Regions from separate parts of the Mus musculus genome. Here region 2 is linked to region 1. The links are chromatin contacts, called in public Hi-C maps. All regions are on one chromosome and are shown on one strand. Each heading gives the region's core, a stretch centred on a gene start, on an enhancer-like site or on the middle of the called end of the contact. The rest is flanking DNA. Distances are from core to core; before and after follow the strand shown. Region 1 overlaps Gm39607 (a long non-coding RNA gene). Region 2 has its middle 24 kb from the start of Sertad2.

Region 1 (4,098 bases), core at 712-3,211:
GTGTGTAGAAATCTCTGTTTAGTGTTAAGCAAGATGGGAGCTAGGGAGGGAGAGGATAGTTGAAGGGGATTAAAGTCAACAACCTTGGGGGCTCATCTTGGAAAATTAGGGTATGCAGAAATTATTTATTTATTTAATTTAAAAAAATAAACCTCAAAATTACTGCGGCTCCATCTGGCTTTCATTTCAACCCCGTGTTTCTTACAGAAAAGAAAGATGGCTTTCAAACTAAAGATGAGCCCTTCCAGAAGCAGAATGGACAGTCCTCTCTCTCAGCGTGACAGCAGAGTTTTCTTTATGCTATTAAAAGCTGTGCGGGCTATCTTTTTCTCTAAACACCAAGATGCTGATGTGGGGCTCCTCCAAGTAGTTAATCTCCCCAGTGAACTCTCCACGCCCCACATTTCCTGCTATTTTATATGGCCGAGATTTGTAACTGGAGCTGCTGCCCAGAGTTCCCGGGCATCTCACCTACCGAGGTGCCCGACACAAGTATTCCAAATAGTCCTCCCCTGCAGGTGAACAGTGAGGGCCTGTGCTGGCTGGAGAGAGAAGCCCACCAGGCAAAGCGCTGTAACACACTCCTGGGTAGGCTTCTAGTGGGTGCTTGCTCACAGTGCTTTGTTCTCCAACACTAGCATTTGAAAGTGTCACCACCCTGCTACAATAAAGGACATTTTTAAATGGCTGGCTCCTGTGATAAGCTAGTGTTTGTGAGTTCATTAAAAACAGCAGCCTTCTAATCTTCTGCAAGCCAAAGAGCTGGGGTGACTGCTCAGACTTCCTTACCTTTGAGTTAGACCAGAGCCAAGGCTGACAAAGCAAAATCTGGGGAGTTGGTTTTGGGGGTGTTAAGGTGACACCCCACCTCTGCCACTTCTCCCTTCTCCCAGTCATCTTTCTCCTGGGTGCTCATGGATTGACATTCTCTTGACATCATTACATTGAGTTTGTTCCGTTTCCAAGTCAATCCCTCTCACCCAACTCACATGTCTGTCTCTGGCCTGCTTCCTGTAATTCACAAATTGTTGCCATTGAACCAGACCCTCAGCGTCCTGCTCCAGCTCCACCTTCACAGACGCCATCCCCTCTTGCCCTCACCCATGGTGGATGCTTCGTGCCTTGAGCTTAGGCTCTGTGCTGGTAATGGGGATCCCAGCTCCTCCACCCCTTCCAGCCTCACACTATGTCCGGGCACCTAAACCGTCCCCTTGGTCTTTCTGTCTTAATGTGGTCTCCCAAGACAGAACGTGGACATTTCTTTAAAGCCACAGCCTGCCTTCTCTATCTTTCTCTTAGAGAATATTTTATGTATTATGTCTATGTGTGTGTGTGATCTGTGTGTGTTGGAGGGTGGAGGTGTGGAGGTCAGGAGACAGCTTTACATGAATTGGCTCTCTCCCTCCACCTTTACATATGTGCGTGCTTGAGAGTGAACCTAGGCTGTTGTTGGGGATATTGATGGCAAACCCACGACCCTCTCTTCTCTTTCTCTTCTTCCCAGGGAAATGCCCAGAATAAGTCATCAGTTCCCCTCCTTCTCATCAGTGTCCATCACTTGGCTCCTCCTCTATGCCCCACCCTCATTTGAGACCTGCCTCAAATTAAAAAAAAAAATCTGAGCCACGTTTTTCCTTGTACATTCACTAGAAAAGTCCTGGGTGCTGAACAAACACCCAGCTATGGTCGTGCACTGTGTGGCATGGCCACCAGAGGGGTGACACCTAACCCTCCTTGTATCACTTCCCCATGTCCTGTCTGCCTTAGGCTTTGACCTCCCAAGGAAGTGTCACTGATGTCTTTAACTCTGACTTTACTTCCTAGGGGTCCCTACCAGACAGGGCTCAATTCACAAACAAATGCGACTGTCTCACAGGCCTCTGTGCACTCATTCCTGTGTGCTTGCTGAGGCTTCCTCATCCCTTGCCGTGTTCTGCCCCACGACTGAGCTCTGCATTCATGCTAGAAGTCTGCATGGGAACTTCTCTGCCACCTCCTGCTTCACCCAGCTAATTCCTTCCCAACCAGACACCTTTCTGGCCTTTCTTGGCTGATCTCCTTCCCAAGTCTCCCTTGTGGCCTTTGTTAGGGGTTCAGAGAAAGCAGTCCTTTCCTGTAGCTTGTCTTTCTTATTGCCCAGCAAATGTTATAATTAATATTATTCTAGTTAATTTGCATTGGCCAAGTTTAATACAGGAAAAAAAAATGTCCTGAGGATAAGGGAAGGAACAGGCAAGAGGAAAAAGAGTCTTTATCTACTTGTGTCCTCCAATTGAGAGAACCATTCTCAGAAGATAAGGCCATCAGTAGGATGGCTTTATGTCCACCTGCAGATTCTTTTGTAATTTCCCACATGGTAGGCACCCCACCGTGTGCTCTTTATCTCACCTCAGAAACAATGATGCTCTAGGCGGCTGTCTATCAGGTCCTATTGTCTGTGTCTTTACTGCTACTTAGCTCTGTTCCCCACTGCAGGAAAACCATTTTTGCTTTAAAACAAAAGCAAAACAAAACCCCTCCATTCCCCCCCTTTGTGTGTATGAATGTTTTACTTGCATGTATACCTGTGTGCAGTACCCTTAGAGGCCAGAGGGTGTTGGGCCCCTTAGGATTGGGATTACAGAAAGTTTGAGCTGTCACGTAGGTGCCAGGAATGGAACCCAGGTCCTCTGGAAGAGCAGTTAGTCGTCTTAATTGCTGAACCATCCTCCAGCCCCCTTTTGTCCTTCTGGTCTAGCTAGCCAGATTGCCCCAGGGAGTGAGTCACTGTCTCTGCTTCCTGAGTGCTGGGATTAGAAGCAGCTTTGCTTTATGTGGAACTGAACTCTCATGCTTGTGCAGCAAGGGCTGACTTTGTCTACTGAGCCACCTTCCCAACCCTATGAAATTTCATCCAAAAATGTTTATGTATTGGCAGAGAACTCATTCTAAAGGAACATTTCGAAAGATCTTTATTACAGTAGTCTAAGTGAAGTCAAGGTTTTATTTTGCTACCAATGTTGTACTTTTAGAAGATCCATGAGTTTATAACCTAGACCTGGGAAGTATTAACTGTAAAATCCAGCTCTTGCCTAAGCAAATACCTTGTGTTTGGAATGCTTAGTGTGAACTTGCTGGTCTTCAGTGGGACTTGTGACTGTTACACTTACACTACCTCTTTCACAACTTGAAGGCTGCCTTTTCTAAATAGTTTATCAGAGAGTGCCAATACAATTTCCTAGTGTGACAAAGTCCCAGTGATACTTGAGACAGCATGAAACCGGTTTATTACCCTACATCATTACATTACAGATGATGGGCAATTCGTTCTCTTGAGGACTAGCCTTGACCAATGGATGAATGGATGGATGGATGGATGGATGGATGGATGAGATCTGGAGTAGAGACTATATTGTCTAGCTTCTCTTGCAGCTAGATGTGTGGTCCAATGGTATGTGAATACTGTTGTATGAGTCTTTCAGTAACTTCAAGGAACAGGATCTGCTGGAGTGAACACTCTTGTTATCCTTTGGTGTTGAAGACCTGTATTAGAACAATAGACAGATGCAGATGGAAAAGACAGGGTCCTAGCCCAGGTATGGTCCTTTATGTCCATAGTTCAATTTACTTGGAAAGCCCAGGCTGTAGGCTAACTTCTTTTCTTTTCTCTTCTCTTCTCTTCTCTTCTCTTCTCTTCTCTTCTCTTCTCTTCTCTTCTCTTCTCTTCTCTTCTCTTCTCTTCTCTTTTCTTCCTTTCCTTTCCTTCCCTTCCCTTTCCTTTCCTCTCTCTTTCTCTCTTTTTCTCTTTCTTTCTCTCTCTCTTTCTTTCTTTCTTTCTTTCTTTCTTTCTTTCTTTCTTTCTTTCTTTCTTTCTTTTATTGGCGTGCACCACCACTGCCTTGCATTGTAGGCTAACTTAGTCCCAGGAGTTGAAAAGGAGTCTGAGCAATAGTTGAAATTGAAAAAGACAGAATCCCTATCCTATAACCAGGGACTGATCTGAGGCTGCTGGGATCTTCTGAAGGAATTCTAGACAATATTCGATTTTATCTGTATGTACTTTGGTATGTATGATCAAAAATGAGGAGAGAATTTATTTACCTTTGTGTATGTATGTGT
Region 2 (4,098 bases), core at 761-3,260, 160 kb after region 1:
ATATCAGGAGGTTCAGTGGGTACCTCTCAAGGCAGCTGGGAACCAGGGTCTCCCATTCATATCGAACATAATGAGCATTTGCTATTGATTAGTGTTGTAACTTTGATAAGCATTTAAGCCTCCAGATTTACAAGGACAAGATCAGCCTTAGCCCCTAAAACCCCTTGAAGCCATTGGCAGGACCACAACTATGTCTACACTGAGAAGGGGCAGGCATCGGGGAATGGTGGGAAGGTTGAGAGGTTTGAGCTCTACCCTGGACACATGAGGGCCCCTATCTTTAAAAACAGAAAAACAGAGGCAGGGTCGGCAGTTCACACTACAGAATGAGAAAGAAGGCTTGCTCCGGGGTTCCTGCTCCTCATCTGCACAGCTCCCTCTCGGGGACACACCAGCACCCTGCCTCTGCCCTTGCTCCCACACTCTGGTGCAGAACAGCCTCATTTCAAGGCCAACCTCAAATGCCTGTCCATGAATCCGTCTCCGCATCCTCCTCATAAGAGCCCATCCTGTCCTCAACTCTTTCAGGGCTCCAGACTTTGCAAGAACAAATTCTGTCCTGGCTTCACCTGAGCTGCACACAGGTTTTCTTTGCAACACTACAGTTCTGAAGAACAGGAACCCTGGGATTTCGTCTTCTCCAGACGTCGTCACGTCACACCCCCACAAACTATACACTGCCAGTGTTAATAAGCAGTAGAGTGGCCCCAGACAATGGCCGTGCTTACTTAGGTATGCGTCCCTAGGGCTGATGTCTGACTCCATAGTACAGCTGAGCAGGTACAGTTGTACTGACTCTTAGTTCAAAGGAGTTGCCATTTGGCCCTTTACAGAGACACATTGCCAAAGTGATACTGCAACCCACACAATCCTTAAGATAGTGTTGGCGCAAACAAGGCAGACAGGCTTTCAGTAAGGTGGACGTTTACCCCTAAAGAGATTAATTGGCTTGGGTGTCCAGGGAGCCCCAGTGTACCAGAGTGCTGGAGAGGAGGGAACAGGGTTAACAGCCAAGCCACATAGGAGGGGGATATCTTCAGAAAGCTCTAGGCCTATGAGGGGTCTGGTCTTCTGCTCTAAGGAGCCTGATTATGGCTTCAGAGGAGTAGCATTCAGCTTGGCTCATTAGAAGACCCTTTGTCACCAACCCCAAGCCTGCTCCTCTCTTTCTCTCCAGCCCTAAATAAGTTTGGTTTTGTGTGTATGGAAACCGGTTGTTATCCCAGCTGGTCTCAAACACCTGCATGTAAGTGCTTCTGTCTTGGCCACCTGAGTTGCTGAGGCTATAGTTTCTCTCCAGTCTTTTTAGCACAGCATATCTTGCCTATAGTTTGGAGACCTGAAAACTCTTCCCCGGGTCTGGGATGGGTTGGGGGGAGGTGTGCCCCTCCTGACATACCTACATCACTACCTTAAGGTATGGAGAGGAGCAGCCAGTAGGACCAGCAGTTAGCCAGTAGGGAGAACTTTCTGTGACTGAGCACTCTGGGTGTTCTCAGACTCCCTTACTTTGGCAATGTGACTTGAGGTTAGTAACTTATTGGGAGCAAGATGAGGCTGGCTATCTGGCCTCTCCTTGTTTGTTATCACAGTGGGAGGGCTGGTCTTGGACTGCAGACCAAAAGGATTTGAAAAAAACTCTTGAAGGCCCTAAGGTGCCACCCTTGGAGGCATCTGGGATGGCTTGTCCTGTGCACGACAGGATCAGACAGCACATGGTGACATTGTCCCTGGAGCTGGGAACCCTCTCTGCAGCAGTCTGGCTGTCTCAGCCCCATAGTGCTACAGACTTCCCCCGCCTCCCAGGCAGGGCCAAGCTGCCAGCTGCCTGCAAGGCTTATTGTTCAGCAGTGACAAGAAATGGCTGCAGAGCACAAGCTGGAGAAAGGCTGGAGGCAAAGTGGGGGAGGGGTGGTAGGCTGAGGAAGCTCTCAATGCCCCTAGCACAAGCCTGTGTTCCTGGGAGAAGTCTGAGAGGAACCCAACCTTAGGGAGTCAGGCCCCTCCCTCCTCGGCCCGACAGGCTTGTCTTTCAGATGTGGGAAGTGTGTCGCCCCGTTTCTGCACCCAAGCAGAGGAGAAGGCTGCCTCGGGATTCAGCTGAGTGGCTGAAGACAGAGCCATGTGGCCTGCACTTTGGCAGGCTGAGGCAAGTCAGCCCGATCCATGCTCCCCTTGCAGTTGGGTCTGGAGAGGGTCCAGAGATGAGAACAGTTTCTGATGTGTGCACAGCTACCAAGTGTTTTCCAGACAGCTGTGAGTGTGCCGATTTGGGGGGTGTGTGGCCTGCAGCACTAGCGGGTGCTTCAGTCATGCCCATCCCTGCTGAAGGCTTGGGGAGACTTGGAGAGGTTGAGCCATGAAAACCTTGGGATCAGCAGCCGGCCATAGGAGGAAGTCTCTGCAACCGAAATCACCAGGGACCAAAGCCACTGGGAGAGGCGAATCTAGCGTCTCTACCTACCGAGGAGAATCTCCCTCCCATAGCCCCAGACATATGCCGACCCACCGTGGAGGGGATGACTGATGTAGTCACAGAGCCAGCGCCCACTGGGAGCCAAACCCTTGGTCTTGCCAGACCAGTCCTGATAAAGGGGAAACCTCGTCCTCCCATCTTTCTCTCTCTCACCTCTTTCCTCTTCGTCAGCCCCCCTTCATCCTGCATGCCTACTTGAAGTTGAATTTGGTTGGCACACAGACTCTGGCTTGTCCTCTGCATCATGGGGCCTTTGTCTGGGGGCTGGTCGGCTGGGCGTCCGCTCTGGGCTCGGAGACACTGGTGCTGCATTCTGTAGAGGGTCAGGCCCAGGATGGGGGAGGGATTCTGATCAGTCAGCAGCTGGGACTAGGGTTCCTTTGGAGGCAGGGTGTGTGCCTGCTCTGAGCAGCCCGGCACCCCAGCGGGCACCCCAGTGGCGAGGAAGAAATGCAGACCAGCTCCTCTGAGTACCGCCTCCCCAAGAGTCATCTCTGCGATACCCCAGCGGCCAGCCGGAAACGCAGAACCACGAGGGTGGGCAAAGCTATGTCTGGAAAGCATTTCTGTCTCAGATCACCGTCTTACTGAGGTTTTTTAAAAAGGAAAACCCCGGGTCCAGAAAGGTTTAGGTAAGGCAGCACAGCTGGCTCAAGAAGACATCTGAGTGTGCTGCAAGGCCCTTTCTGCACATTTGGGAACACACTGCTTTGCCTTCCAGGGGCCACAGGTCACGTAAGGCAATATTGTGGACTTGTCACCAAGCAGAAATCCCTGGCTGGCTTCAGCCTGGCTCAGAAGAGACGGAGGGAATAGTCTCTGAGCTGGTTAGTTTTTGTCAACTTGACACAAACCTAGATGACTTGAATTGTTTCCATCAAATTGACCTGTGGCCATGTCTGTGGAACATTTCCTTGAGTGCTTGATCGATGTGGGAGAGCCCACCCACTGTGGGCAAACCAGGGGAAGCAAGCCAGTAAGTGGCCTTCCGGTTTCCCAGTGGCTGCTGCTTCAGTTCCTGCCTTGAGTTCTTGCTCCGGCTTCCCTGGACCATGGAACATGATCTGGGAGTCAAATTAGCCTTTTCTTCCCCTGGTTGCTTTGGTTTGTATTTTATCACAACAGCAAAGCAAAGTAGGACAGAAATGGGTACCAGGTGAGGGATGTTGTATTGACATTTTTTTTTTCTGCCGTTTTGAGGAGATTATGGTGGCATTTGGAACTTTGGGCAGGAAAAGCCATCGAGTGAGTGCTCAGAATTTAATGAGATGTTTTGTAGGAGCTTGGAAGATAAGAATGCTGAGCAAGGGCTAGAGAGATGGCTCAGCGGTTAGGAGCACCGGCTGCTCTTCTGTGGGTCCTGAGTTCAAATCCCAGCAACCACATGATGGCTCACAACCATCCGTAATGAGATCTGACGCCCTCTCTTGAGTGTCTGAAGACAGCTACAGTGTACTTACATAGAATAAATAAAAATCTTTTTAAAATTTTTTGAAAAGAAGAATGCTTTGAGCAAACCGGTGGGGATCTGGCTTGGGACGTTTCTGAGGGAAATCTGAGAGTCACTTAAAGGCTCTCAGTAGAATATGATCTATTTGAATTCAGGATCTATGGTTTCTGGT

What was found. A called contact is a pair of places that touch in the nucleus more often than the background predicts.
Region 2: a Hi-C map of bone marrow-derived macrophages shows a contact between it and region 1, with 39 read pairs. The contact joins two enhancer-like sites. A contact is called at or near these places in 1 of 15 datasets of contacts at CTCF or cohesin (the NIH/3T3 cell line), 1 of 484 Hi-C or Micro-C datasets (bone marrow-derived macrophages), 6 of 115 datasets of contacts at active chromatin or transcription factors (CD8 T cells, bone marrow-derived macrophages, craniofacial prominence and 2 more) and 4 of 9 other capture datasets (adipose tissue, embryonic stem cells, liver and 1 more).

The regions. Positions count from the first base shown.
Region 1 is chr11:20,498,995-20,503,092 of GRCm38.p6, forward strand. All of the region lies in intron 2 of Gm39607 (a long non-coding RNA gene), which reads left to right. Among named protein-coding and RNA genes, the nearest start is that of Gm32142, 23 kb to the left of the region's middle. Within about 2 kb of position 1,962, at least 9 of the 459 cell types and tissues checked have an H3K27ac peak or open chromatin away from gene starts, as enhancers often do. A contact at or near this core is called in bone marrow-derived macrophages, where this site is marked.
Region 2 is chr11:20,654,076-20,658,173 of GRCm38.p6, forward strand. No RefSeq gene overlaps it. Among named protein-coding and RNA genes, the nearest start is that of Sertad2, 24 kb to the left of the region's middle. Within about 2 kb of position 2,011, at least 174 of the 459 cell types and tissues checked have an H3K27ac peak or open chromatin away from gene starts, as enhancers often do. A contact at or near this core is called in bone marrow-derived macrophages, where this site is marked.